5 separate regions of the Mus musculus genome follow, and regions 1, 2, 3 and 5 are each linked to region 4. Evidence: chromatin contacts called from public promoter capture Hi-C data. All regions are on one chromosome and are shown on one strand. Each heading gives the region's core, a stretch centred on a gene start, on an enhancer-like site or on the middle of the called end of the contact. The rest is flanking DNA. Distances are from core to core; before and after follow the strand shown.

Region 1 (5,163 bases), core at 2,208-4,707, 1.1 Mb before region 4:
AAGGATTAGCCTCGCGCTACGTCATTGCATCCGCTCCCCCTCGTCCTGACTCAGCTCGGGTGTGTGCAGCATCAGGCTGTGCCTGCTCCAGAGGCATGGGCCACCTGGGTAACAGCACACAGCAGAAAAGCACAGAGAGAAAAACAACTGGTCCAGAAATTCAGTGGATCCATGACTTACGTGTCACAGAAGAATGACTGTTGCCGAAGGAAGCTTAAAAATTCTATATCCAGATAAAAGACCACAATAAAGCAAAAGTCACCTATACCGTAATAGAAATGTTGCTATCTCTATACAAGTGCACTTTGATCTGTAAATAGTTCTAATCAAAGCATAACAAAACACTGCTTCAAGATTTACTTTTAAATCTAATTTAAGGGGTGTTTTTACTGTGTTTTTGTCGTTTCCTTTTTACGTGTGCTGTGATGAAAGAGAAAAATGCAGAGTGCCAGTCACTGTGGTGTCTGGGGGAAATCACCGGGGTTCAGGGGAGGGGATTTCCCCGTGAAATAAACTCATCATGGACACTGGCCATAGCTTTTTAAGAATTGTTACTTTGTGTGTTCAAAATACTAGCCAAAAACAGTTCTTACACAGAGGACTTCTGTCCACTAAGTGTCTAGATTGTAGCCAGTTAGTTTTGAATAGCTCCTGATGAGACCCTGTTTACAAGTCGTGTTTCCACACAGGGCAGAGCCCCAGGGCTGCCTTCAGTGTGGGTTCATCATTGTGAGTTGAGGCATCTGGCCAGCTGGACTCCATGGAAACCCATCTCCAACCAAGCCCATGCAGTACCCATGCATCTTGTGTGCATTCAGGGCCTGGAGTCAGCCTGCGCCTGTGCATGCACATTTCTCAAAACCTCGGAGGTGAGAGTACAAGGCATCTGGTGCTTTTCAGCTGCGCCTCCTAACAGTGGGGACCCATTGTCTTTCCTCCATTCTAAGGATTGGACGTATCCTGATTTTAAAGCCTAGAAAATCAGTCTTGGTAATTCAGGGACTAATTCTATGCAGATAAACAGAGGGAATTTATTTTAGAGAGCCATTTGATTCTGAAAAACTAACCGACAGTTCCCAGTGTTATTTCGTTCATGGTTTCCCTCTAAAGGTCACCATTTGCCGGTAGTCGCCATTTGCTGCTCTTTTATCTTGCTTGGCCTTGGTGAACAGATAGAGGTAGAGATAGGGACCCATGGAGAGTGGAGGAGGAGAGCTAGCGACTGTAGGAAATGCCTTGTGCCTACTTCTCTCCTTTCCTTCCCTCAGCCTGTTTATGTCATGTCCGCCTGCCTGCTTTGTTCTGATGTGAATTTGGGGTTTGAGAGGTTTTGTTCCCTCTTGATGGCTTATGTCTGCTGACTCGGTGGTGCTCTTAAACTTCAGGGTGGCCGGTCCAAACTTCGGCTCCATCGTGGAGTCAGCACCACCTCAACGGCCGCAGCCTGAGGATACCCAGCCTTTCTAAGAAGGGGAAGGAAGTGAAAGCTTCCTTTAGAGTAGCCAAAGCTCCCGACCTTTGGCTGGGGCTGGGAGTGAGGATGGGCAGCACTGGCTCTCACAGTTTTCCATGCTCCTCACTTCCTCTAGGAAAGGGTGGAGTCCAGTCTTCCACTGACTTCTGTGCCTGGGGGGAATAACAGGTACAGGAAGAAAAAGACGTCTGTAAGACGTTTTTACCCCCTTTCCTCCCACAACATTTTCTTTCCTCTTTCTTTTTTCTCTATATATTTTTTTATTTTTATTTTTAGCAGGGGGGGCTTTATCTCTGAATAAAGTGGCAAAAACAACAAAGGCCACAACCATAGAGGAGCTGAAGTCAAAGAAATAGTGGAAGTGATCGTGCACACCAGAAAGAAACTGCAAGACTGTTACCTACTCCTTGGTTTTCTTCTGGAAGTTTTAGAAGAATGCTGGCAACCAGCCAATTCTTCAGAGTTTTATCAGCTGGTTACCTGTGAGGGCAGAAACATCAGCCTTCCTGCCCAGCGGCCTGTCTGTCATCATCTGGGAGATTGCCTTGCCCATGAAGACATAATTAATGGACACATGAATACCAGGGGAAAGAATATTCCTGTGTCAGGAAGTGACTCTGAAAAGCTGGTCCTAGCCCTGTGGAAATTCCTCTCCTTGAGCGCCACCAGTGCCCTGGCTAGTGTGTGGCTACAGGCTCCGCTATAGAGCTGCGGGCGAATATAGGTGACAGACGTCCTTGGAGAGCCGAAATCTTACTTTACCAGTTATTGTCAACTTGCTTCATGTTCCAAAGAGCCAGTTAAAACAGTGTTTTAAAGTAGCCCTCATCTTCTGATTGCGGCGCATCCAAGGCGCTCAAAAGCAGAATTATATGATGGGTCTTGATAATGCCGCCTACCACCTTCACCATGTATCAGTGCAAGACCAGTAGACTCCTTTTAAAGGGTCTGAAATCATGTTTTAAAACACACCCAGGGAAAAGACCACGTGCGTGCTTAAAAGAAAGGAAGGAAGAGAAAGAAAGGGCCTAAGTGTACTCTTTAAAATAGCATTTTGGGTTTAATTTTTTTTTTTCAGAATCAAGATGCCAACAAAATGAAGGTTTTGAATCCCAGCCATTCCACGTGGGTTTGATTAAGTGATTTAGCCTCTAATAGCTTAGAAGGAGACTAAGTGGAGTATATGGAGCACAAGCTCTCAGGAAATTGACGGCTGCTGTTACTATAGCCCCTGCTACCATGACCGTGATGACTTTAGGAGTTCTGCAGTCCGTACCACCTAGCCTAGCAGTGTGTAGCCGGGCAGTCAGCGTTCTCAGGAGCACACACTGCTGGTAACTTTGCCTAAGAGCTCTTCTACTGTTCTAAATATAGGCCCCCAAGTTATATGAAGGCGACTTTCTGCTCTTTAGCCCAACAAAGATTTTCTGGCTTCAAACTGGCAATTCTCCTGCCTCTCTGCTCCCTAGTGCTAGGATTACAGGCCTTCACCGGTGTGATTAATTCTGATATATGCATTTTAATTAGTTTAGTTACTGGTGAGGTTCTCAACGGTCTCTGTCAAACTTCCTCATTTTTACTGGACTTAAGAACGGCTCAAGATAAGACTAGTCTCAACGAAGAAAACATTAAATACCCAATCCAGGAAAACCTCCCCTTTCCCACAGAATATTTTCCATTTCCACGCGGCCTGAGCTTATAGTTTGGGTCAGTGGGGGCTCGTTTTCTCCCTTATCTCGGCTTTAACCCAGGATTTATCAGCTCCTCCCTGTTCACATTCTGTGTTCTGTCTCATTTCTCAAAGGAGCTTCTGTGCCTGAGTGGATGTGGACAGGGCAGGGGGAGGGGAGGGGTAGCTTGCAAACGAACATCAGGCAGGGTGGGGGGGAACCCTGGAAACAAAGCACAGGCTAGAGTAGTCTGAGCTGGGAGGGTAGAGCTGCCCTTCCGTACTGCTGGGTGTTTGTGTAAGGACAGACTGCTGGCTGGAAAGGGAGACCAACCAGAAGAACCTGATCCAGGGAGCCTGTGTCTCCGAGGACTGCAGGGAGAGTTTTTGCTTTTGCCTATTGGCCAGAAGGACGGTGTAATTTTAAACCCTGAGAGCAGGCAGGGCAGTCACTGTGACAGGCAAGAGTCTATTACATCTCTCCCCTCCCCATCTCTTTTGAGGCATCAACGTTCAACTTAGAAACAAATGATGGGTTGCGTGCCTAGTTAGGTAGGGAGACACATGGCCCACTGCATCCCGATGCCCTCCCACGGAGCCGACCAAACCGTCACTTTTCCAGCATGGCCAGTGAAGCTGATCACAGTTGCACTTTGCAAAGACATGAATTAAGATCCCGGTGATTTCGCAAACGAGCCCGAGGTCAAGCCATAAATCAGAGTTGGAATTTAAGCCCGCTTTTCTGCTGACTCGAATCTGTGATTGCAGTTTTCTCTTCGTTTCCAGCCCTCTCCCGGCCTCGGCTGCGAGCCTGCAATTACATTTAGAGCTGCGTGTACCGTGGCTAGGAGGCTTCTGCCTTGAGTACTAAGGTGAGGCAGGCCTAAATTATGGAGGAACCCTGGCATGGAACCGCAATCGATATATGCCGTGCCTGCGGTTCATTTGTTCCTAGCTGTCTACCTCACCCACGCACCACACACCAAGGCATCCTGCTTACGTGCCGCAGAAATCCCCACGGGGTTGATACTCAACCCTCTCAAATGGTACAAATCCTAAGGAGCTCGGGAGATAACTTCCTTGCTTAGTTCGTGACCAGAACAAATTGATGTTTCCATGTTAACTGGAGACAGCTTAGGAACAAACCTGCTCTCTCAGAGAACTAATGTGTTAGAAATATCGACAGGTTCTAGAGCAGGCCAATCACTCAGATTTTTTTTTTTTAAATCATCACTACTTGGAGAGAAGGTGGGCACTAGGAGGTCTGCATGATGTCTCTGGACCTTCATGCATTTGGAGGATAAGAAATACGACTGCTGGTATTTCAAAAGGCTTCGAAAGGCTTGCTGTGATGAACCGTATCGCTCTTATGCAGAGACTTTCTTAGAGAAACAAGACAGAAAGTTTGTGTGACAACCCCGTCTGTTAACTTTCTCTTGAACCCAGCTCTGCTGCCTGATGGGTAGAAAGAGAAAGCTTCATGCGGTCTCCACAAGCCAAGAAACCAGACTGGCACTGGGGTGGAGTGGGATGACACCCTGTATCAGATACTGCATGCCCCCAGAGAATATAAATATCGCTTCAGACGGCCCCTCCAAGTAACTCACAAAGATGCCCATTCTAATAAGCAGTTTGAAAAAGGCTGCCTGACTGGGCCACCCTGAACACCTGAGAAAATATTCTCCGGAAGTGGGCTCATCTGTCCTGTGTGCGTCCTGCCTGGTGCTCGCCCACGGGGTATGGGGGAGGGGGCTGCTCCTGGTTGCTCTTCAACCACCCGGAGGTGTGAGTGCGTGTTTGTTTAAACCTAACTCAGCTCTGCGTGGAAAAGCAAAACAACAGGCTTACTTGTCCAGGCATTGAAAGTTCTTCCTGATTTTTTTTTTTTTGTCCTGCCCATTGGCCCAGAGGCATAATGGGTGCGGTGAGTTTCGGTATTAGTTTGGGAAGTTTCGAGAATGGGCTGTGGGCTGGGTCTGCTGGGTTAGGGTTGCCTGCGAATTTAGTCATTCTGGAACAT
Region 2 (5,287 bases), core at 1,491-3,990, 1.6 Mb before region 4:
AGAGGCCATTCACATGGCTGCTTTCCCCCATGCCTCGTTTCTGTTTTTCCTGCCTCAGAGAGTTGAACCCAGAAGTTCACACGTGCTGAGTTTGGTTTAAGATGGTTCAGCACATGGTTAGAGTATTTTAAGTTAGCAAATAGCACAATTACATAAATGACATGTAGCTGACTAGACAAACAATCCAACAACAGACAGATGTAGTGAGAAGCTGGAATCCTGGAGATAAGGCTGTGTGTTTTTCAGAAAGTCAACATCTCTGGGCCTTAGCTCCAGGTTTGTTTGTTTGTTTGTTTGTTTGGGTGATTTGAGACAAGGTTTCTCTGTGCAGCCCTAGCCCTGGAACTAGCTCTGTAGATCATGCTGGCCTTGAACTCATAGAGATCTGCCTGCCTCTGCCTCCTGAGTGCTGGGACTAAAGGCAGGTGCTACTATCACCTGGCTGCTAGTTCCAGGTTTTTTAACAAAAAGATGGGTAATGGGACTCCCTAGAGGACCCTGGTTTGTGGAAAGAAACACTTAGCAAATCTGTTCTTAGCATCAGTTCATGACGCAGGATTGAAGGAGCTCAGTGGCAGTGTTTACTCAGCACGTGTGAACTTCTGGGTTCAGCTCTCTGCAGCAGGAAAAACAGAAACAAGGCATGGGGAAAGCAGCCATGTGAATGGCCTCTGAATGGGAACGCATGCAGGAAAAGACAGGCAACTGAGAGGAAGTGGTCTATGATATTGTGAATTGGCAGGCAAAAGTAGAATACACACACACACACCTCACACACACACACCCCTGGGAAGGTTAGTGTGTGTCAGAGTTTTTTTGTTAGGCAACAAATATGCTCTACTCTGCCATAGTTCCTGGAAGACAAGGCAATTTTGCCTCGATTTGTATGTAGACTTCAAGTTGGAAATCTAGCACAAAGGTGAGTACTTCCCCTCTAACAGCAGCACAAGCAGTAATTAGCGGAACTGCTGGGGGAAAGAATTCTGTGAACAACAGGCATCCAAAGGCTAAGGCTCTGGCCAAGAGAAACACTGTTAATCCCAGGGAAGGAAAAGGAAACATTTATCAAACCACTATTTAGCAGACCCCCTGTTGGGTTCTTCCATTTACAGTCTCTTGAAACCACCTAATAAATAAATCAGTTACATGGGACCCGGCTGGCTGACAAGGAAACCGAGTCAAGTAAGAACTACTTACTAGTTACCTATTTTGAAAAACCCAACACCCATGTTTCCTATTCATGGTTAAGTTTACCCTCCATTCTGTGAAAGTATATAACATTCCTCCTTTCTGTCTTCAGTTCCAAACTGAAAGACAAAAAGAGAATAGAAAAGGAGATGGCCTATGGTGGATGTTCCTGGCACTGACGTTATCAGGAGAAAAATCTCAAAGGAAAGTAGCCCCCCCCCCTTTTTTTTTTTCAAGGTCAGAGCTTTCGCAGAGAAACCCGGCAGTACTGGGACTGACTAGATAAACGATGCACCTGTGCCCAGCCATAGATAAAATCTACGGTGTGCATTCGCATTCATCTAATGCAAAGCTGACTGTATCTGTAGATTTTTGACCCAAATGCTGTGGCCTGAGACTTTGCAAAAGCACAAAGACTTGCAAGTACAAACCAACAGGTTATAACTGCCAAGCGGTTAGAGGAACGAATTACAAAACCAACAGACAACACTGGCCCTCCTGTACAACTGTACAAAACACTTCCTGCCACCAGCCCTGACATTAAAAAAACAGAAAGACAGTCGAGGCTTGGGAGGAGGGCTGCTCGCTCCCCCACAATTTCTTATCAGACTTCTCCCCGGGTATCCTCCAGCTAGGGAGTCATGCGTTGCATTCTTTCAATCGCCCCCTCCCCTTACGAAAATTCATCCAATGCATCCTTCAAATTTGCAATCAAGGCGCCTGGAGATAAGCATAATGTAATCTAGAGCAGGGACGCCAAGTTCAAAGGTGCCGAAGGCTTCAAGATCGTCTAAAAAGAACTCTCTCTGGACCTTACTATCTCCACCTCAAGGATAGGGGAAGGGGAAGGCTTGCTGGCAAGCAAACAATAAAGGACACTTTCCCTAAAACTCTGAGCAGCGCACTTTATGGATTCGCAGACTCCAGGCCGTTACCCGCAGCTATGCGTCCGCGTCTCCACCCTCCCGGGGCAGGCTGGGCTGCAGATACCCGCTGGAGTGGTCGCGGGAAAGCGGGCGTCCCTGGCAGCAGCAAAGGAGAGGAAAGCAGGGAAAGGCCAGCGCGCGGCCCCAAAGCCCGGTACTGCACGGACCCACGCGGACTCCTCCTCGGCAGCCCTTACGGTCGCTCAGAGAAAGCTCGGAGGAAGATCCAAGCGCGCCGCCATCCTTCCCTGCGATCTCCGCGCCTGTCAGTGCGCCAAAGTGGCTGCCACCCACGAACAGGTGCGAAAGCATCCATCCCGGCGGAGCTCCGCTCGGCCCGCGCCCCGCGCTCGCCGGGCCACGGTGCCTGCCGCCCCCCGCCCAACCCGGACCTCACGGCGCCAGCAGCCTGGCCGCACCCCAGTGCCTTGGCACCCGCCAAGTTCCTGAAGCAGGCGGCTCACCTCTCTGCCTGAGCGGCTACGGGGAGCACCGGACGGCAGCAGGACCGCGCGAGCAGGAGGATGTGCAAGCGGGCGCGGGAACAGAAGCAAGCTGCAGCCGCGATGCAAGAGGAAGGCGCCCGGCAGCTTCAACCCCGGCGTGGGCTGACCGTGACGTCACAATGGCGCGGCCAGCCAATCCGAGCCCGGAGGCAGGATCAAGCGCTATGATGTCATGCGGCCTTGGAACCAATCCTGGGGCGATAGAACTTTCGTGATTGTAAATTCCAGAATCAGATGCGGTGAGCAGAGGAAGCCAGGGTTGGTCTCCTGTGGTTCACGTGTCTCGGGGCAGTTTTCTTGCTTCTTCCTAATAAGCCTGCGTGGGACGCAGAGTCTGCGCAATAGCCACAGTGAAGTTCTGGATGCCCTGAACTCTTTCCAACAGCCGGGGGGCAGGGGCAGGCTTGGCGGTGGTTTTTTTGTTTTTGTTTTTGTTTTGGCAGGTGCCCACCCACCTAACGGGTTTCGCCACCATTGTGAAGGGGACCCTTTTCATGGTTTTAGCAAGGGTTCTAAAACCTAGGTGGAGCTGCTGTTGCGCAAATTGAAGCAACAGAAATCACTCAGAACTTTGCAACCGTAATTCTAGGATAGGTTGATCACACACTATTGGGAGTTTTGATATTTCTACTCTACGAAATTATCAGTCTTGTAATGAAATACTGTAATGTCTTTCAGCTGGGCAAATTCAAAGACTTAAAAGGGACGCAGGTACAAACATAAGAGCCTTTCTAGTTTTCGCTGCTGTTTGATAAATCAAGGCCTACAACTCTTACTTCAAACGTTAGAAATGTAACCTTTTGTTGTGCCCCCTTTGCTTTACACCCACTGACACAACACAGCCAAGCAGTCATTCAGTGTAGAAACATTTTTTTTAAATTATAGTAAAATGTTTATTGTATATTCAGCAATGTTCCAGGACCCAGACCACTGTCATAGGAATACGAATATACAAACTATAAACATTAGATAATTTAAACATTCACAAATTGCTGTAGCAATAACAATTAGTTGCCATTCATTTCTATAAACACTGAGTAAGGACCGCCTTCCCCGCAACAGTGCTGAGTGCTAACCATAAGTGCATGTCTGTCTGTCTATACAGGAAGTGTCGTTCAAGTGGCATGTGAGTGGTCATCTGTGCAACCTGGCCTCCTAGCATTCACCGTGTTCATTGTAATTGTCTCGTAGCTTTCACATACCAGGGACCGCTAAGATCTGTAGGCAAGTAATGCACTAAATCTAGCTTGTTTCTCCCCTCAATGGCATTTACAAGGCTCGAGGCATCATCTGCGACAGTTCTTTGTAATCTGGAGTATGACAAGAAGTCCTAACCATTTTTTTTTTTTTTTTGAATGGGTGAAGCATGAACTCAGCGGTGCCATGTTTGATCCCTGTTTCAGCTCCACTTGCCATCCGTGTTCCTCCTGTTCAGGATTCTTAACTCTTCTCTAGGCTATTTACTAGCAAGGCATACTCTTCTCTTCCTAGGGTTCCCAGTGTGTAATTTACATATGCAATCAGAGGCAGGCGGGACCTTCCCTGACACAGCAGCTAAATTTACTCCACTCCACAAGGTGTGAAATGACCAGCCTCATAGCTACCCCCATTTTAGTATCTTTGAATTCAAGTGTAAATCTGCAAGAAACGCACAGAACTTGTATAACCTCCCATCTTAGCTATTTTTTTCCCAAATAAAAAATCCCTATTCAGTGCCAGGCTTACTAAGTGATGGAATGGAAGAGAAGTGCTTTGGGTACCATGAGAACTGGATTCTTGGCCTCAGGAACTATAAGAACCATGAGAAGCTATCCCTGCCATTTTACCTAGCATATGTGATTTGAGATAGTTCTTTAGTAGTGTTCATGTGGTAATATAAAAAAATGTGTTTTTTCTATTAAATAATAATTTTATTCTCTATTTACTTTTAAATTATGGCAGCACCCCCCACCCCAGACACTTTGCTCTTCGTTTTTATCAGTGAGCCTACATCTCCTCTAATACACTTCCAAGTATGTAAGGACTGCTTCAGTATTACTTTTGAGGAAGGAATTATTTAATATCCTGGGCAATTTGTTTTATTGCAATAGCAGCTGCAGTTGAATTAAAAATGCAATTAACAGCTTCATTATAATACCGAATTCTAATGACTGAAGCTGCTACTGTTCGATTTGCATGGCATAATGAAACCTGTCTCTAAAGTGAAAAATCTATGTTAATCTCTGAACATCTCCAAGTTGAGTAGAATCTAGGATGACTGTGGTTTTATACTAAGAATGACACTGTACCATCTGTTGAGGTCTCTTGCTCCCCTTTCTTCTTTTCTTCTTCCTCTTTTTCTTCTTTTTCTCCTGTTTTTTCCAGTCAATGCAGTACTACCTATCAACTTCCCGTCTCAACAGAGTATTAAAGCCCAAATCCTAACAAAAGCCTTTGGACTTTAATTATTTAGCATGTTGCTATTTTTCTAATCTTCTAAAAGTATCCACCTCCTGTGGTGCAACAGAGGAAGCCTTGACTGAGTGCATGGTTGACAAAGGCCAATGCCTTAGACCCAAGGGAATTGGCAGCACCTTCACCTGGGTGAGGCTCAGAGACGTAGCAAAGCCTCCCTCTGGTCCAAGTGGGAGTATAGAAGAATGACTGGCCAGTATGCCAAGGCAACTT
Region 3 (5,409 bases), core at 1,013-3,512, 1.4 Mb before region 4:
ATTACCTGTGGAGTCCAACTTCTCTACAGACCTGCCTAGCATGCTCTGTTCAGGAAGTCTTAACTGTCAGGCAATGATGGTGTACACCTTTAAGCCCAGCACTCAGGAGGCAGAAGCAGGCGGATCTCTGCGTGAGTCTGTGGCCAGCCTGGTCTACACAGTGAGTTTCAGAACAGTCAGGACTACACAGAGAAACCCTGTCTTTAAAAACAGTGTTAATTGGTTGAAATGCTGGGCCCAACATTCTCCCCCTATACAGACAGAATACAAGTGCACAAGATTGCCTGGCTTCTTCAGTCTCCTTGATAAGGATTGTGGGGAGGAAGGTAAACTTGGTACCGACTCTATTCACCAGATCCCGTCACGATGGAAATGTGTGGTACACCTGAGGTCCTGCTCTGCTGTTCCTCTCACACCACTCACTTTACTCGTCTGCCATGGGAAGTCTCTCCAAACAGGCAGTTAGTTGTACATGCTCTTCCTGCCAACAGGGGGAGCGTTTTTTTTTTTTTTTTCTAAAACAGAAAGAAGGATCTGGATCCGGGAGGTTCCTGGTTAGTAGAGAAAAGGCAAGGGGCATGGTGAACCACTGTGCTTCGACTGCACTGAACATCTGCGGATGAAGTTCAACTCCAAATGGTTATAAAGACATTCATTTGTTTTTATTTTTGTCTTTATGGAGTCCTAGCAAGACAGCGAAAAGTAAATTTTTGATTGCTCAACAGTGGCTGGTTCCATGAGAACCTTAAAGGACGCCACAATTTGCTGCTGCCAACTATATATATTTCCTAGTTAGGCCCTAGGAAAAACAAGTGGATAAAACCCATAATATCCCTGCCCTGTATATGATACACGGAACACAAATGAAGAACTGTCAAATGTAAATACACAACAAACTTTGGACTAAAACTGGAGAACTGCCAAACGAGTGTGTCCCTTTCCTGAAAGAAAATGTGGTGATAGACAATTTTTTTTGTAGGAATATATATTAGTCCTAATACTTCCTTAGGCCAAGCATAATTCTTTCAGCTGCAGATGGCAGAATCATCTACCAACATTAGATACAGAAAAACTAACTTTTCGCAAGCTAGTCTATGCCGGTACAGCAACACTTTGAAACTTAGCCCAAGGATAATACTAAACGATAAATACATACAGGAGTGGCACGCTATCTGCCGTAAATGCCAACCCCACACAATAAAGGTCAGACTCAAGAGGTTATTTAACTTTATGTATCTTTTTATCAATGTGCTTATTTAAAAATAGGGGATGCACACACAAAAAAATGTTTTTAGCGTTGCCGCTTTCAGATGGTTCGAACAAATGGGTCCCAGAGATCATGCACAAGTTTTAGCATTGACTGGTAACGCTTAGCTGCTGGCTCTAACCAGTCTTACCTAACCTCTAAGTTGTAAGCATTTACAGTTAAACCGGATAATGAAGTCTCCCGTCTTTTAGGAAGACAACCCCAAGTCCTTAGGTCTAGCAATGTATTTGTTGCAATGTATAACTCTAAAGTTTGCGGACAGATGTGAGATGTGTCAGGCGTTTAAGAAAAAGAGCTAGAGAAAACCGAGGGCCGAAGCAAACACCCTGGAGATTTGAAACGTGATAGCAAGCCAGCCGGGCAAGTCGGTCCTGTACACACTCATCTCCAAGGCGAACAGTGCGACCGGACGCCGGGAGGCAGATATTCACACTCCTCCCGCTCAGGCCCTCCCTGTGTCCGAGCGGCTTGCCTCCCGACAGGAATGAATGAGCCCGAGTGGCCAGCGCCGAGCCCGGGCCGGTGGCGGGGCCGCGGGCGGCCTGGCCGAACAAAGGCGCGCGGGCTCACCTCGTCACCCCACTTGAGCACGTCCTTGTGCCGGTCCTTGACTGCGTGGTAGATGTGCAGGAACTGGAGGATGCCGTGCCTCCGCACGTGGTCGGCGTGGCGCTGGGTCTCTTCCCAGCTCAGTGGCGAGCCTTGGGACAGCAGCCCCATGGCCGCGTCCTCCTCCCGGCCGCAGCTCCGCTCTGGGGGCGCCCTCGGGCCGCGCGGCGGGCGTCCCGTCCGTTCCCGCTCCGGCTCGGACCCCGCCGCGCGGTTGACAGCCCGGGTCGGGGTCTCTCGCCGCCGCCCGGTCTCGCGCTCCCACGCCGGCCCTGCGGCCCTGGCCGCCGCGGCAGCGCTCCACTCGGCGCCGCCGGTGTCGTGCACGGGCTTCCTACTTGCGACCCAAAGCTGCGGCGACACAGAGCATGCCCAGTTCCGCGCCTGCCGCTCCGTGCGCCGCGCTCCAGATTTTATAGGCTGCGGCGGGGGCGGGGAACGAAGCGGCAGGTCGTGGGTGGGGCCTGGGGCGGGGGCGGGGCTGAGGCCGAGGGTGTCCGCGGGGGGGCGGGGCTGTCTGCGAATAAGGACTGAAAAGTCTGGGTCCTAAGAGAAAACTGGGTCAAAAAAAAAAAAAAAAAAAAAAAAAAAAAGGGAGGGGGGGAGAGGGAGAGAGAGAGAGAGAGAGAGCTGAAATATCTGAATATCTGTTCAACTCTGTACTGGTAGAAAGGGTATAAAGTTAAGAGTAATCCTTTTTTTTTTTTTCTTTTTTCTTCTTGGTTTTTCAAGACAGGGTTTCTCTGTGTAGCCCTGGCTGTCCTGGACTGGCTTTGCTGGACTCGAACTCATAGAGATCCTCCTGCCTCCCATGTGCTGGGATCAATTATGTGCACTACCACGCCTGGCTGAGTAATACTGTGTGAGTGTGTGTGCGTGTGTGTGTATGTGTGGTTTTTCGAGACAGGGTTTCTCTGTGTAGCCCTGGCTGTCCTGGAACTCACTCTGTAGTCCAGGCTGGCCTTGAACTCAGAAATCTGCCTGCCTCTGTCTCCCAAGTGTTGGGATTAAAGGCATGTGCCACCACTGCCTGGCTGAGTAATACTTTTTAATAAATGTTGTACGACTCCACATGGCATGGATATGCATAGAGTTGATTGCTGGTTATTTACATGCGTCCATGTATGGGCAGGGATTAGATATATGTATATCATCATTGTAAACCCTGTACGTTAACTATTTGCCAATGGGATCTCTGGTCGGCACAGAGATCACTCACTGTGCAAAAGAGGTCTTGTCTTGTCTTGTCTCCAAGTGTGCAGTGTGAGAAGTTTCTTCAGAAGTTTCCCCACCTTCAGAACCGAAGGTCCATCCAGCGGTGGTCATTCTATTGCTCAGGAGAGCTTTACCCTGAGTGCGGAAGGCTCTGGGAACTGGATTCCGTGGGAACGAAGGGAAGGTACCTTGCCCGAATAGTTATTCGATTAATGTTTTGCAACTGTATAAATATATGCAGTAACTAGATGATCCATTCATGTACAGAGGGCAGAAAACATTTATTACACCCTCCCCCCCCCCACACACACATTGTAACTACATTTTCAACATGTAGTTACTTAGAGACAAGATCTCACTAGATAGCCCAACCTGGCCTTGAACTCCAGGCAGCCATCGTGCCTCAGCCTCCTGAGTGTTGGGATTAGAGGCATGGACTTCCACATTTGCTTTAGATTTAATAGTTAATGAACACTCATCACAACATTCAATGAACACTAATCGATGAATGCATGATAGGAATATTTCCTCATTGAATGAGGCCATCAAAGAGCTTGGGGCCACAGATACTGAAAGTGTGGCTGTGATTTGCACAGTGGAATGCATTTAAGTATGTGCACAGGTTAGATGGCATCTAAAACTGAGGAGACATGATGCTGTCTCTCTCTCGCACATAGCTGGAATAATATTCTTTTAAAAAACCATTCTAACACCACCACCACTCAATCTTCACTACTTACTGCCCACTACCTTATTGTGTCCTCCCCACCATCCTTGCTAGGTTGTTAACTATGTTCTGATCCACCATTCTTTCTTCTTTTCTGGGTGCTGCAGATTCTCCAGCTGATACACTCCTTTGAGTCCTGACTACTCTGTGTTGTGCCTGAATTTGTATCACTATATATGTTGGATACTGGCTTTCCTTAGAGTACCGGTGATGTCTGTGTGTTTGTGTGTGTGTGTGTGTGTGTGTGTGTGTGCGCCCGCGCACGTCTGTGTGTGTATTTTGTACTTCTAGGGAACTGTTCAATATAGACTAGTGTTTAATAAGCCTAGGTTCTCTGTGAGCAGAACAGGTATTGGGAGATGGGGAGAGAAGCTGTTTTACCTGCATGTAAAGTACCCCAAAGAAGATTTGGTTATTCTCAAAGTCTCACCTCACATTTTCATACACCTGCATGACTCAGCAGGACAGCTGCCAGCCTCAAGTGATTATTGAGCATTTGGAATCCTACTGACATGACATAAGAAGTGAACTTTTAGTTGTAGTAAGCTTAATTTTGGGGGGCTGGAGAGATGGCTCAGCGGTTAAGAGCACTGACTGCTTTTCCGAAGGTCCTGAGTTCAAATCCCAGCAACCACATGTTGGCTTACAACCATCTGAACAGCTCCAGTATACTCATAAAAATAAATAAATACATCTTTAAAAAACTTGTTTTAAATGTATTTCAAAATTGATTTCAGTGCCAGTGGTGTCTCCCACCTATAACACCCCCCTCCTCACCACTACCCCCCCCCCACACACACACACTGGATGCTTCGACAGAATTACCACAAATTTGAGGCTAGTCTGGGTTAGAGCAAGACAACAACCAACCCGTTAAAATTTCATCTTTCTCTTGGTAACCGGGACACTTTTACATACATTTGGAACAAGTTGAGAATGTGCACTCGACTTTTTAACTGTAAATTTTATTAAATCAACATGCAAATGAAGTCTGATGAAAATGTAGTGACTCGGGGGATACCAGATTAGAAGACTTACTACAAAAATGAAAATATCTCATTAAAAAATCTAGCCAGGTGATGGTGGTGCATGCTTTTAACTGCAGCACTTGGGAGGCAGAGGCAGAGGCGGAGGTGGAGGCAGAGGCAGAGGCAGGAGGATCTCTGTGAGTTCAAGGATAGCCTGATCTACAGAGTTCCAAGTCAGCCAGGGCCTCAGAGAAACCGTGTCTCAAAAAACCACACACACACACACACACACACACACACACACACACACACACACAACCTTAATAGATTTCAGATATGTTTGGTTAAAATAAATAACCCATTGTTTACATTACCCCCACTAAGTTTCTTCTTCAGTTTTTTAAGGCAGCTACTAAAACAATCTGACATGTCTGTGGCCTCCTGCACTCCACTTAGTTGAAAGAGCTGGTGTAGGCTTTAGTTTACACGTTGGAAAGTACTTTCCCTACACACCTGCTGTTTTCTCACAGAGAGATCATGAAGCAGTCTCTAGGGAGAGTGTCAACTCAGTGTCAGGAGGAAAAAAGATTTGAAAAAAAAAAAAAAGGAACTGATAAGTTCTA
Region 4 (4,755 bases), core at 612-3,111:
TGATTAATCATAGTAGAAGACTTGGAAAAGGAAGACAAAGTATAGACAGGTTAAATGCCATAAAATGACAGCTAATGACAGTGACTCAGAAATAGCAGATGGAGCTCATGTTTATAGATCGCCAATAGCAAGGAATCTCCAGGCACTAACAAGTATAAAGCTAATCAAAGGTGCAACAAACCTTCACAGTCGAAATGAATTGTGTAGGGAAAAGAAGACCAACTATTTATATCACAGAAAGGCCAGCTCTCAACAGGTACCACATTTGTATCAGTGGCTGTGACTTAAGTCCATAGTAGGCCTGTCCCCACTTTCACAGAAGGCAACAGTTCTAGAAGAATGGATGATTTTTTGAATGATAATGTTAGCATTTAAATGATCTTAAGACTCCAGTAAAATTAAATGTATGCATGGACACATCATTGTTTTGTTAGTTCTTTGAGAATTTTGTACTTCTTCTGATCCATCCACTCTGTCTCCCAACTTTTCTAAGATCAATCTCGCCTTTCCTACGTACTCAACTTTGTGTTCCTGTTACTTTTTTTTATTCCATCAAGGCTAATTTGAACTCAGATATTCTTGGATGCAGGGACCTTCACTGGAGGGTGGTAGATTTTAACCAGAGGATACACTCTTAGGGAAAATAAAAACAAAAAACCGGACTCTCCCAGGAGTTAACAATTGTCAACAGGGATGGGTACTTTGTATCCAGCTCCCCTCCCCATGCTGCGGTTTGTTCTGGCTTAGACCTGCACAGGTCCTGAACATGCTGTCACAACCACTGTGAGTTCCTATGTGCAGCTTTTCTACTGTATCCAGACGACACTGAGTCTGGATTCAGTGTCACTGATTCCTTCCCGTCATCGATTGCCTCAGACTCTTAGGCTCTTCCAGGCTTCTCTTCCCAAAATGATCCCTGAGCTGTGGGAGGGGGGCTTATGGTATAATGTATTCCTTTTAGGGCCAAACATCATGCAGTGTCTTAATCTCTGCATCTTGGCCAGTTCTGCGTTTCCACATTAACCGTCATCTACTGCAAACAGAATCTCCTCTGGTGCGGGTGAAGGGATGCATTAATTAATCTATTGCTGGAATAACTCATTAGGAGTCAGTTTAATACTATGTCCACGTAGCAGAATAGTAGGTTCTGCTGAGATGTGTTACATTTGCCCTTGAAAGTGCACATCCCGATTCAATACAGCCTTCAATTAAAAATGGTCCTCTCCTCGTTCTTGATAAGGAGTGGCAGGCAATGCCTTAACAATTCAGCCATTGCCAACTTGGCACATGATAAATACTGCGAGGCTATATTAAATATTAAAATATTTGGATGGAATGACTTTTGCATAGGCCTGGCCCAGGCTAGAGTGGGTCATGATTACTTTTACGTTTGCATCACTAAGACAAGCGAAGAAATGGATCTTCCGTTAACCATGCGTTGACCTTCCAGCCACATCCACAGGCTTATGCATACCAGTATAGTATAGAAATTGCACGTACAATAGAAGGCAAGTGATGGAAAAGGGACATGTAATCCACAAAGAAACAGGTTAAGGTAATTGTCTTTACTCCCCCCACCCTTTCCCGCCCCACTTTTATTTTCCAGCTTCATCTCTCTGTCCCTCAACCCTGGGGACAGCTGTGGGTTGCAAGCTAAGTGCTGGAATGAAGAGTGATTGAGCTGGAGCTGAGGTCAAGGAGGATCTCTACTCCAGAATCATTGCTGCAACCTCCCCTGCCATTTCCCTGGCTCTTAGGCAGCTTCTCCTGGTGCAAATCCCCTGCAAAGACACTGAAGCAGCAGCCCGAAGTTGCCGGGCGCAAGGCTCTGGAGGCATTGGCTCAGGAACTTTTCACGTCATTCCCGGCTCCAGAGCCCCTAGTCGCGGCGGCGCAGCCTTTCCCACCGCGGATCCTCAGTGCTCATGGGGCAGGCGGAGACAAGCTTGCAGCACTGAGCCGAACGGGACCAGTCCGTGATGTCCAGCACCAAACTGGAGGATTCCCTCTCTCGTCGCAACTGGTCATCTGCTTCAGAGCTGAATGAAACTCAAGAGCCGTTTTTAAATCCCACGGACTATGACGACGAGGAATTCCTGCGGTACCTGTGGAGGGAATACCTACACCCGAAAGAATATGAGTGGGTCCTGATCGCAGGGTATATCATCGTGTTCGTTGTGGCTCTCATCGGGAACGTCCTGGGTGAGTCTGGTCTCCGGCAGCCTTCCAAAAGGGTTGTCACCTCCCCTCAGCCCAGGCTGCAAGGCTGGGAGACCCCTCCCTTCTCCTGGGGTGCAAACAAAGAGGTCGCTGCTCTTGGCTGAGGTTTCTAATAAATTTTTTTTTTAAGTTTTCTGAATTTACAAACTAGGAGGGATCTCTAGAAGGATTATTCTGTTTGTTTGCAGAGAAAAGAGGGAAACTGTTTCTGTTTGAGAACCAAGAACACAAGCGCAAGGAGAGGGACAAGGACCTCCAGGTGGATTTGCTGAGTGTAGGGGAATCTGTAATGCTTTTGTGCAGGCTGGGTGGGTTTACTGGGGAGGACTTGCACCCGCAGAAACTGATGAAGTCATAAGGCCTTCGTGAGCTCGGTGGCACGTCCTTTAGCAAGGAGGCTTAGGCTCGGGTTAAGAAGTGGTAACGAAGGGGCAGAGTGGAGGCAAAGGCAGACAGAGGAGCGCGCTCCATCGCAAAAGCAGAATTAAACAGAAGCGGTGCCTGGAGCCGCAGGAGGAAGGAGGAGCATCCTAAAAAGTACCCCGGAGCTCACTCTCACCATCCATTCAAGCATTCATTCATGCATACATGCATGCATTCATTCATTCAACCAATGCACACCACCGCGCAAGTGGTTGTTATCAGTTTCAGAAAAATATTTTTACCAACTGATTCTTTTTCTTACAACAAGATTAAGCTTAATGTCAGAGTCTGTCTTGGTCTGTGAGAGCACAGGTTCTCTTGCGCGCTCATTACTATTCTCCCCACCACCATGTCTGAGGGACCAAGTGAGGGGTAAGGAAACTATAGGGACCGCGGTGATGGATTTATTAGGACAGGATGGGGAATCGCTTTCAAGACACGGAGCTTCTCCAGAGAGCTAGGGCTTAAATTGTGAATGGAAGGAGCATGTACCTTGATGAATGGAGAACAGGAGGCTTTTCGAATGCAGAGGGCAGTGTGGAGGAAATCTGTTGAAAATGACAGGAGGAGGCAGGCAGTTTGGAGACAGTACTACCTTCTCAATAAGGCGGAGAGGTGAGTGAAAGGAAAGAGGCTGGGAAGCTGGGAAGTAAAAAAACAAAGGTTGTAACTGAAATGAAGGGCAGTAAAGAACTCGCCAGGCTATCCATCACAACCAATGCTTTTTCCTTCTCTTCGAAGTCACAGTGTAGATAAGCTGACAGTTCCTGACTGAGAGGGGCTCATTAGGGAGAATATTAGTCATGAGACTAGAAATCTCCAAGAACTTTAGCCCTTTGTTATTTTAGGATATTTTACTTTTTTGATTTTTTTTAAGATTAAAAATAAAGAGAATCTTCTTAGGATACAATGAAAGTGAAGGGACAGGTGAATGGATATGATTCAGCCTCTTGTTAGAAGAATGGTTTATCTTCTGGTTTCCACCTTGCCATCTACAGAGTCATAGGCTGTGCACAGAGCACTCTGAGCTCAGCAGCGCTTACCGCATGTGGCACGTACTTATTGCTAAGTGAGTGGTAGACACTGAACATGTGCCCTGAGTATCTACTTTTGCAAGACCACTTGACACATGCTCTCTTACTTAAATCTTAAAATAAAGTACACCGAAAGGAAAAAAAAAAACACTTATTAGAGGACATGATTCATATCCAGCCTCATTTTTTTCTGACCTCAGATCCAGCATTTGCTACTGTAATTCTACTCTAGAGCTAGAAAGCTTATACACAATGGATTCTCTGTGCGGGGTTGTCTGCAAAAAGCTTCCTTTTCTCTTCTGCATCTACATACGCTGCCAGCAAAGTACCACTATGATTCACTTCAGTAAAAGCAACAACAACAACAATAACAACAACAACAACCCAACTGTCTAGGAAGAGATATTACTGCTTTTAAATTCAAGAAAAGTGGTGCTTTTTGGTTTTTTGTTTTGTTTTGTTTTAAGAAGAAATAGTTATAAACCTTCACCATTTCCTTCCCAGTTTTATTTCAGGCTTAATGTTTTTGAGAAATGTGTTCTTCTTTGATGTTATTCCTGTTTGCATTTCATAGACCCTCTGTTGCAGAGTCTTTGCAGCCTGGTTACATAGTTCAGACATATATATTTGCTGGTTGGGGGAAGAGAAACATCACTGAGGCTACTTCATAGAGTCAACGAAGACAGCATTGTCCACAGCCTGGAGTCTTGAAACACTTCCATTCAGCTTAAAAGAAAGATTTACCCAAGGAACTCTACTCTGTAGACACTGACAGCTATTTCCCCAGGGAGTGAATTACACCTGAATAACATTGAAATCTCCTCTGGGGGAACTGAAACTCCTACACTACTGACATATTTCCTGAAAGTTGGAGAGGTTTGGGTTTGACATTTAAACAAATGAGCACTGTCATTGCTTACAGACTTCTTGATCTTTGATGTCACTGTCAAGTCTGCAAAATGGATTGGAACAAGAGTTACCTTTATTGCCTCATGGTACAAATAGCTCTACTTAGGGTATCAGGAGAGGTGACACCACTCATGTGGCATAAACAAAGGGATTCCACTCATGCAGAGGA
Region 5 (4,777 bases), core at 679-3,178, 1.2 Mb before region 4:
TTCCTGCTTTGGCTTCCCTGAAGGATGGTCTGTGATCTGGAAATGTACGCCAAACAAATCCTTTCCTCTCCAGGATGCTTTTTGTCATGGTATTTATCCCACCAGTAGGAAACTAACTAGAACACAGAGTAGCCGGGATTCAAATCTGATAGTTAAGTCATGTGGATTTCGGTAGTTTTCAGGATCTGCAAAGCAGGTAAGCTGTTCAGAAACCACAATGTTTTTAGACATAAGAAGAAACACGATCACAACACAGAGAAGAATAAGGAATGCTTATTCAGGTTGGAATCCTTAAAAGACCAGACATATGTTAAAAACATACTAATCATTTATTAAAACAACCTAGTGTATTTCTGAAAAACAAAACAAAACAAAATACAACAACATTAAACTGAGTAGCTCAGCTTTCTATAACTTAAAAAAAAAAAAACCAGCTGGAAAACCCACAAAGTTAGTGACGTATCTTCTTGGATGTCTCAATCAGGAATCAGAGTTTTTCATGGGAGGTGGCAGGACATGGGCTTTATACACACTTCTGGAATGCAAGAATGAAGGAGGAGTGGAGGCTCAAAGTCCGCCTCAAGAATGCAGGCACCAAGTCAGGTTAAAAAGTGAAGTCAGCATAGTGGCAGGAATTAGGTACTGGCTGTAACCATCAAGTCTAGGTGATAATCCTGAGGTAAAAACAGGTCAAATTTCCTCCTTCATCAATCAAGACAAGAGATCCTCCTGATAGAGACGAAACCTTTATGTATCTCTCCCCCTCTCCCCCTGGGCAAGTGCCCTGTGCAGTTAAAAATACTGAAGAGACAATGAAAAAAAGTTTCAGAGCAAACTCTGCCTTGGTTACTAAGCAAGCTCAATTTTCAATCTTCTGCATATTGTGATGTTGGTGACTCCAGATTTGAGCTGAGGGAGCATAAGGCTTCCTTTGCTGGGTGGGGAGTCAGAGAAGACTCTTAAAACAGTCTATTAGCTATTGTATTTGGCCTAAAACGGAGTCATCAACTGTTCATGTGGAGTGAGTTTGGTTAGTTTGTATCGTTGACTCTGAAAACAGAAGAAAAGGGGTTCAAATGTCTGGCTGTGGTAACGGGAACCTCTGAGGAGCAAAGGAAGAAATTTGGGGCTCCCCGCCCCAAACTACAGCGTGGGTTGCAATCTCCCCTTTGTAAGACGCAGGGTGCTGTTGAAGAAATACAGGAGCCAGCTATTGGAGGTTCATCTGCCTTCCTGCACCAGTGCTTTCTGTACCTCAGCCCAGGTTAGCCCCCAAAGCACATCTGGCTAAGGTGGAGCTAATGCTGAAGCGCACCTTTGCCATCTCCTTTCTTCTCGGAGCATCTTTTAGAAGATTTTTGAAGACGGACATCCATGCTTTTGTTGGCACCAGGAAGTTGGTGACACGTACATCTCAGATAAGTCCTGCTCACCAAAGATGCTCTCAGGTCGTAGGGCCTGCCAGCGAGTGTGCGCAGACACAGGGCACAAACGGGGGTTAGGAGGAGGGGGTGTCGGAAAGCCAGAACCGACTCCTTCATTACCCCGCGCTCAAGGTACTCGGCGGGGCGGTACTTCCTGACCCCGGAAGAGAAAGTTGTTTTGGGGAAGGGGAGCAAGAAAAAAAAAAGCACGGTGAGTAAAATGAAAACTCCGAAGTTGTTCTGCTCCTTCTGGCCTTCGGTCCCTGCCCTCCTTAGGAGCTTTTTGGGGCGCGGCTCCCTCCAGAATCGCACACTGTGCGACTCCCCGCGGAGGAGAGGACCGCAGGAGCACCGTCTCCCGACCCTCCCGGGAGCCGGGTCTCCAGGAAAACCCGGAGCGGAGCATCCCCGGCCGGGACACGCCCTCTGCGTGCCGCCGAGTGCGCATGCCCAGTGCGCGGCGGCCGCGAGTAGGAAGCGGAGCGCGGCGGAGGGGGCGGTGGGAGGGGACGCTCGCGACTGTGGCGAAGGCGCGGGACGCGGCGAGGGTTCCCGCGGCTTCCTCAGAACGTTCGGGACGGTGGAGTCCTTGCGAGGCGCGAGCGAGCTTGGAGCCAGCAACGAGCTTGGAGCGGGCGGCGGGCGGGGAGCAGCGGGGCGGCCGGGCGGAGCGGGCTCCGAGCCCCGGGCTCCGCGGCTCGGCGGGACACGGCTCTGGTGGTGGAGGCGGCGATGTTCCACTGCATTCCCCTGTGGCGGTGCAACCGTCATGTGGAGGCCATCGACAAGCGCCACTGCTCGCTGGTCTACGTCCCCGAGGAGATCTACCGCTATGCCCGCAGCCTGGAGGAGCTGCTGCTGGACGCCAACCAGCTCCGGGAGCTCCCCGAGGTGAGTGCCCGCCTCACCTGGCGCGGTGGCCGGGTCCGTGCGCTCCTCCGCTGACTGCTTCGCTCTGGGAGACTCTGGCCAGCGGGGTCCCACTACTGCCCTCAGCCCTCCCTGTGCCCCCCTCCCCTGCTTCCCGATTAAACCCATCCTCCAATAAAAGTTGTTTTTCATTTATACCGAAAGACTTGGTATTTAACAAGTAGTTACATGGCTAGTGGAGAAACGTTCTGGTCCACTAAGTGGCTTAGATCCACGTCTGGGAACTAATGCCGGTTAGGTGAGAAGCCAGGTAGCTCACACTGTTCCCAGCTGGGGGCGACCATGCGCCCCATCACGCCCCGGGGCGATCGGCTAGCAGCCAATTCTCCAGCTAGTGGCTTGGAGCTCCTCATTTTGGGCTAACGCAGGTCCCAGAGGATGTGGGGACCCAGCAGCGCGAAAGTAAGCTTTAGTATATCTTGGCATCTGTAAGGAATGTGCTCCGGGCCTTATCTCTGTGGGCTATGCCCTGGAGAGATGGCGCTTGGTCCGCTTCGGTAGCCCCGTGGCCGCATTGGGGTGCTGGGCAGGAGGAGAACTGCTGCAGGTGCCCAGGTTCCCGCCGCTGGTGCACTGCGTGCGTGGACCTGTTGCGTGGTTGGAACTGCGATGAACGTGTGTAGTGGCTCCCGCTGCGAGTCAGCCCTGCTTGCTGCCTTTCCGCCACCACAGAGCTTGCTTGGGTCTGTCCTATCACTAATGCCATATCTTTTCAGAGTTGTTTATGAAAATTAATCATCTGCCGCACCGAACTTGGCCTGTGACAGATACTGATTGTGCTTCTAGGCCCTGCTGGGGTTAGACGCTGAACTTTTAACCCTTGAATTTGCCTCGGGATTCTAGCTTTAACTGTTAAGGAGGACGCATCCTTTACCCAGGTGTAAGGAGGAAGTAAGCCAGTGGCAATCCAGAGGTGCAGGAAATGGAAGTCCGCTGGGAGGCCCGGAGAGAGCCTAAAGGCCCGAGCCTCGGAATGCAAGTACCTTGTTTGTCCTTTGTTACCGCTGATGATGTCCTGCCATTTTCAAAGAAACTCTGATCAGATGTCTGGTTTGTTGGAACACGGACTGATAACGATCGCCAGTGCTGACAGAGTTTAGAAAATCACAAGTGTGTTTCTCTCAACATCTCGAGTGAAGTTCGTCTTGAATTAACTTTTCTTGGTTCCCATGGCCTCCTCTGTGTAATCACAAAGATTACCCTCACTCGGATCTCTGCAGAGCACCCCTCCCAGCCCTTAATTTAATTCAGTAGGAAAACCACCCAGATCCCTCAGGCATGTATTATTTTGCAGGCATTTTCAAACACATGATCTGGTTTTTAAGCTTCGCTGTGTTTTACTTAAGTGGGAAGCTCATTGCTTTAAGTTGTATAATTTTTGAAATGTAGCAAATGTTGCCTAATGCTTTGCAAGGGATTTGAAATAAAGTTACTAAAAGACTTAGTAAAAAGCTCTTGACTATAAACTTTGCAGTGCTTTCTGTAGACTTTGTGTTTATTGTGGAATTGGACGATTTCTTTGGGTTGGATTGGCTTTTCACTCCTTTTTGGAGTTTGTTAGATTTCCTCTAATGCTGGAGTTTTTGTTTTTTTTTTGCTTGGCGTAGAGACTCAGAGTTTTGGAAGTGTCAGGTATTTCTGCAGATGGTACATGATAACTCAGAGACTCAAAATTAGGTCTGATGGCATTCTGTAAATACTCTAAATAAACATTTCGAAACCAATGGGTGATGGCCTTCCTTATTGCTAAGTATTGCTCTAATAGCCTTAAATCAAGGTCCTGTAAAATGGATTCCTCTCTGTCTCATCTCACCCAGACTGTTGGGTTTGTACATGCCAGACAGGAACAGCAGCTACCTTGAAAGTCTGTCTGTTTCCTCAGCCTTTCCTTGGGCTAGCCATTGTTCATGTTGGAGAACTCGTAACTCATGGCTATCGCTCCCTGGTGCGTCTGGCTTCTAACTCCAAGCGCCTGTCTGCTCACCACCATCTCACCCCTCTTGCTGGAAGGCTTCAAAGGTTCTTGGTGTGCTGGCGATGACCGCTGTCTGGTTCATTGCCTGTAATTTGGGAGCACATCCGAAAGGTAGGTATACACTCTACCTGGGCAACAGGCTTTGGGATAATGATAGATACCTACACTCCACTGAAGGGTCTGCCACCTCTCATTTGCTCCAGCATTTTCATTTACAAATTGAGACACAGAATTGCAGTGATTTTTCCTCAGGGCTCTGCACTTTGTTAGATGCAGTGTTTGGCTACCTCCATGTATTGAAGTGTCAGACAACTGCAGTCACACTGAACACATAGGATGAGTCTGGCCTGTCTGCTTCTCACACCCATGAAACCTGAGCTGTTTAGTCCCTCCTTTTTTTGAGTCATGTGACTTAAACTTGGCCTTGTTAAACATTTATTGCGGTACC

What was found. Promoter capture Hi-C pulls out the DNA fragments that hold promoters and counts their contacts.
Region 1: a promoter capture Hi-C map of second pharyngeal arch cranial neural crest shows a contact between it and region 4, with 5 times the contacts expected there. The contact joins the enhancer-like site here to the promoter of Hcrtr2 in region 4. A contact is called at or near these places in 5 of 39 promoter capture datasets (the 3T3-L1 cell line, hippocampal neurons, liver and 2 more) and 2 of 115 datasets of contacts at active chromatin or transcription factors (both in embryonic stem cells).
Region 2: a contact with region 4 is called in a promoter capture Hi-C map of hippocampal neurons, with 2.4 times the contacts expected there. The contact joins the promoter of Elovl5 here to the promoter of Hcrtr2 in region 4. A contact is called at or near these places in 2 of 39 promoter capture datasets (hippocampal neurons and pre-B cells).
Region 3: a contact with region 4 is called in a promoter capture Hi-C map of hippocampal neurons, with 5 times the contacts expected there. The contact joins the promoter of Gclc here to the promoter of Hcrtr2 in region 4. A contact is called at or near these places in 3 of 39 promoter capture datasets (hippocampal neurons, pre-B cells and stem cell-derived epiblast-like cells) and 2 of 115 datasets of contacts at active chromatin or transcription factors (astrocytes and embryonic stem cells).
Region 5: a contact with region 4 is called in a promoter capture Hi-C map of hippocampal neurons, with 7 times the contacts expected there. The contact joins the promoter of Lrrc1 here to the promoter of Hcrtr2 in region 4. A contact is called at or near these places in 3 of 39 promoter capture datasets (cranial neural crest, hippocampal neurons and pre-B cells) and 2 of 115 datasets of contacts at active chromatin or transcription factors (both in embryonic stem cells).

The regions. Positions count from the first base shown.
Region 1 is chr9:77,426,190-77,431,352 of GRCm38.p6, reverse strand. Lrrc1 (leucine rich repeat containing 1) reads left to right here. Exons shown (of 14, transcript NM_001146048.1): 14 at 1-530. Among named protein-coding and RNA genes, the nearest start is that of 5730403I07Rik, 29 kb to the right of the region's middle. Within about 2 kb of position 3,457, at least 133 of the 459 cell types and tissues checked have an H3K27ac peak or open chromatin away from gene starts, as enhancers often do. A contact at or near this core is called in second pharyngeal arch cranial neural crest, where this site is marked.
Region 2 is chr9:77,914,818-77,920,104 of GRCm38.p6, reverse strand. Elovl5 (ELOVL family member 5, elongation of long chain fatty acids (yeast)) reads right to left here and starts at 2,740. Exons shown (of 8, transcript NM_134255.3): 1 at 2,579-2,740.
Region 3 is chr9:77,751,388-77,756,796 of GRCm38.p6, reverse strand. It overlaps Gclc (glutamate-cysteine ligase, catalytic subunit), which reads right to left and starts at 2,262. Exons shown (of 16, transcript NM_010295.2): 1 at 1,838-2,262. The coding sequence starts at 1,987.
Region 4 is chr9:76,320,729-76,325,483 of GRCm38.p6, reverse strand. Hcrtr2 (hypocretin (orexin) receptor 2) reads left to right here and starts at 1,861. Exons shown (of 8, transcript NM_198962.4): 1 at 1,861-2,202. The coding sequence starts at 1,980.
Region 5 is chr9:77,542,003-77,546,779 of GRCm38.p6, reverse strand. It overlaps Lrrc1 (leucine rich repeat containing 1), which reads left to right and starts at 1,928. Exons shown (of 14, transcript NM_001146048.1): 1 at 1,928-2,315. The coding sequence starts at 2,157.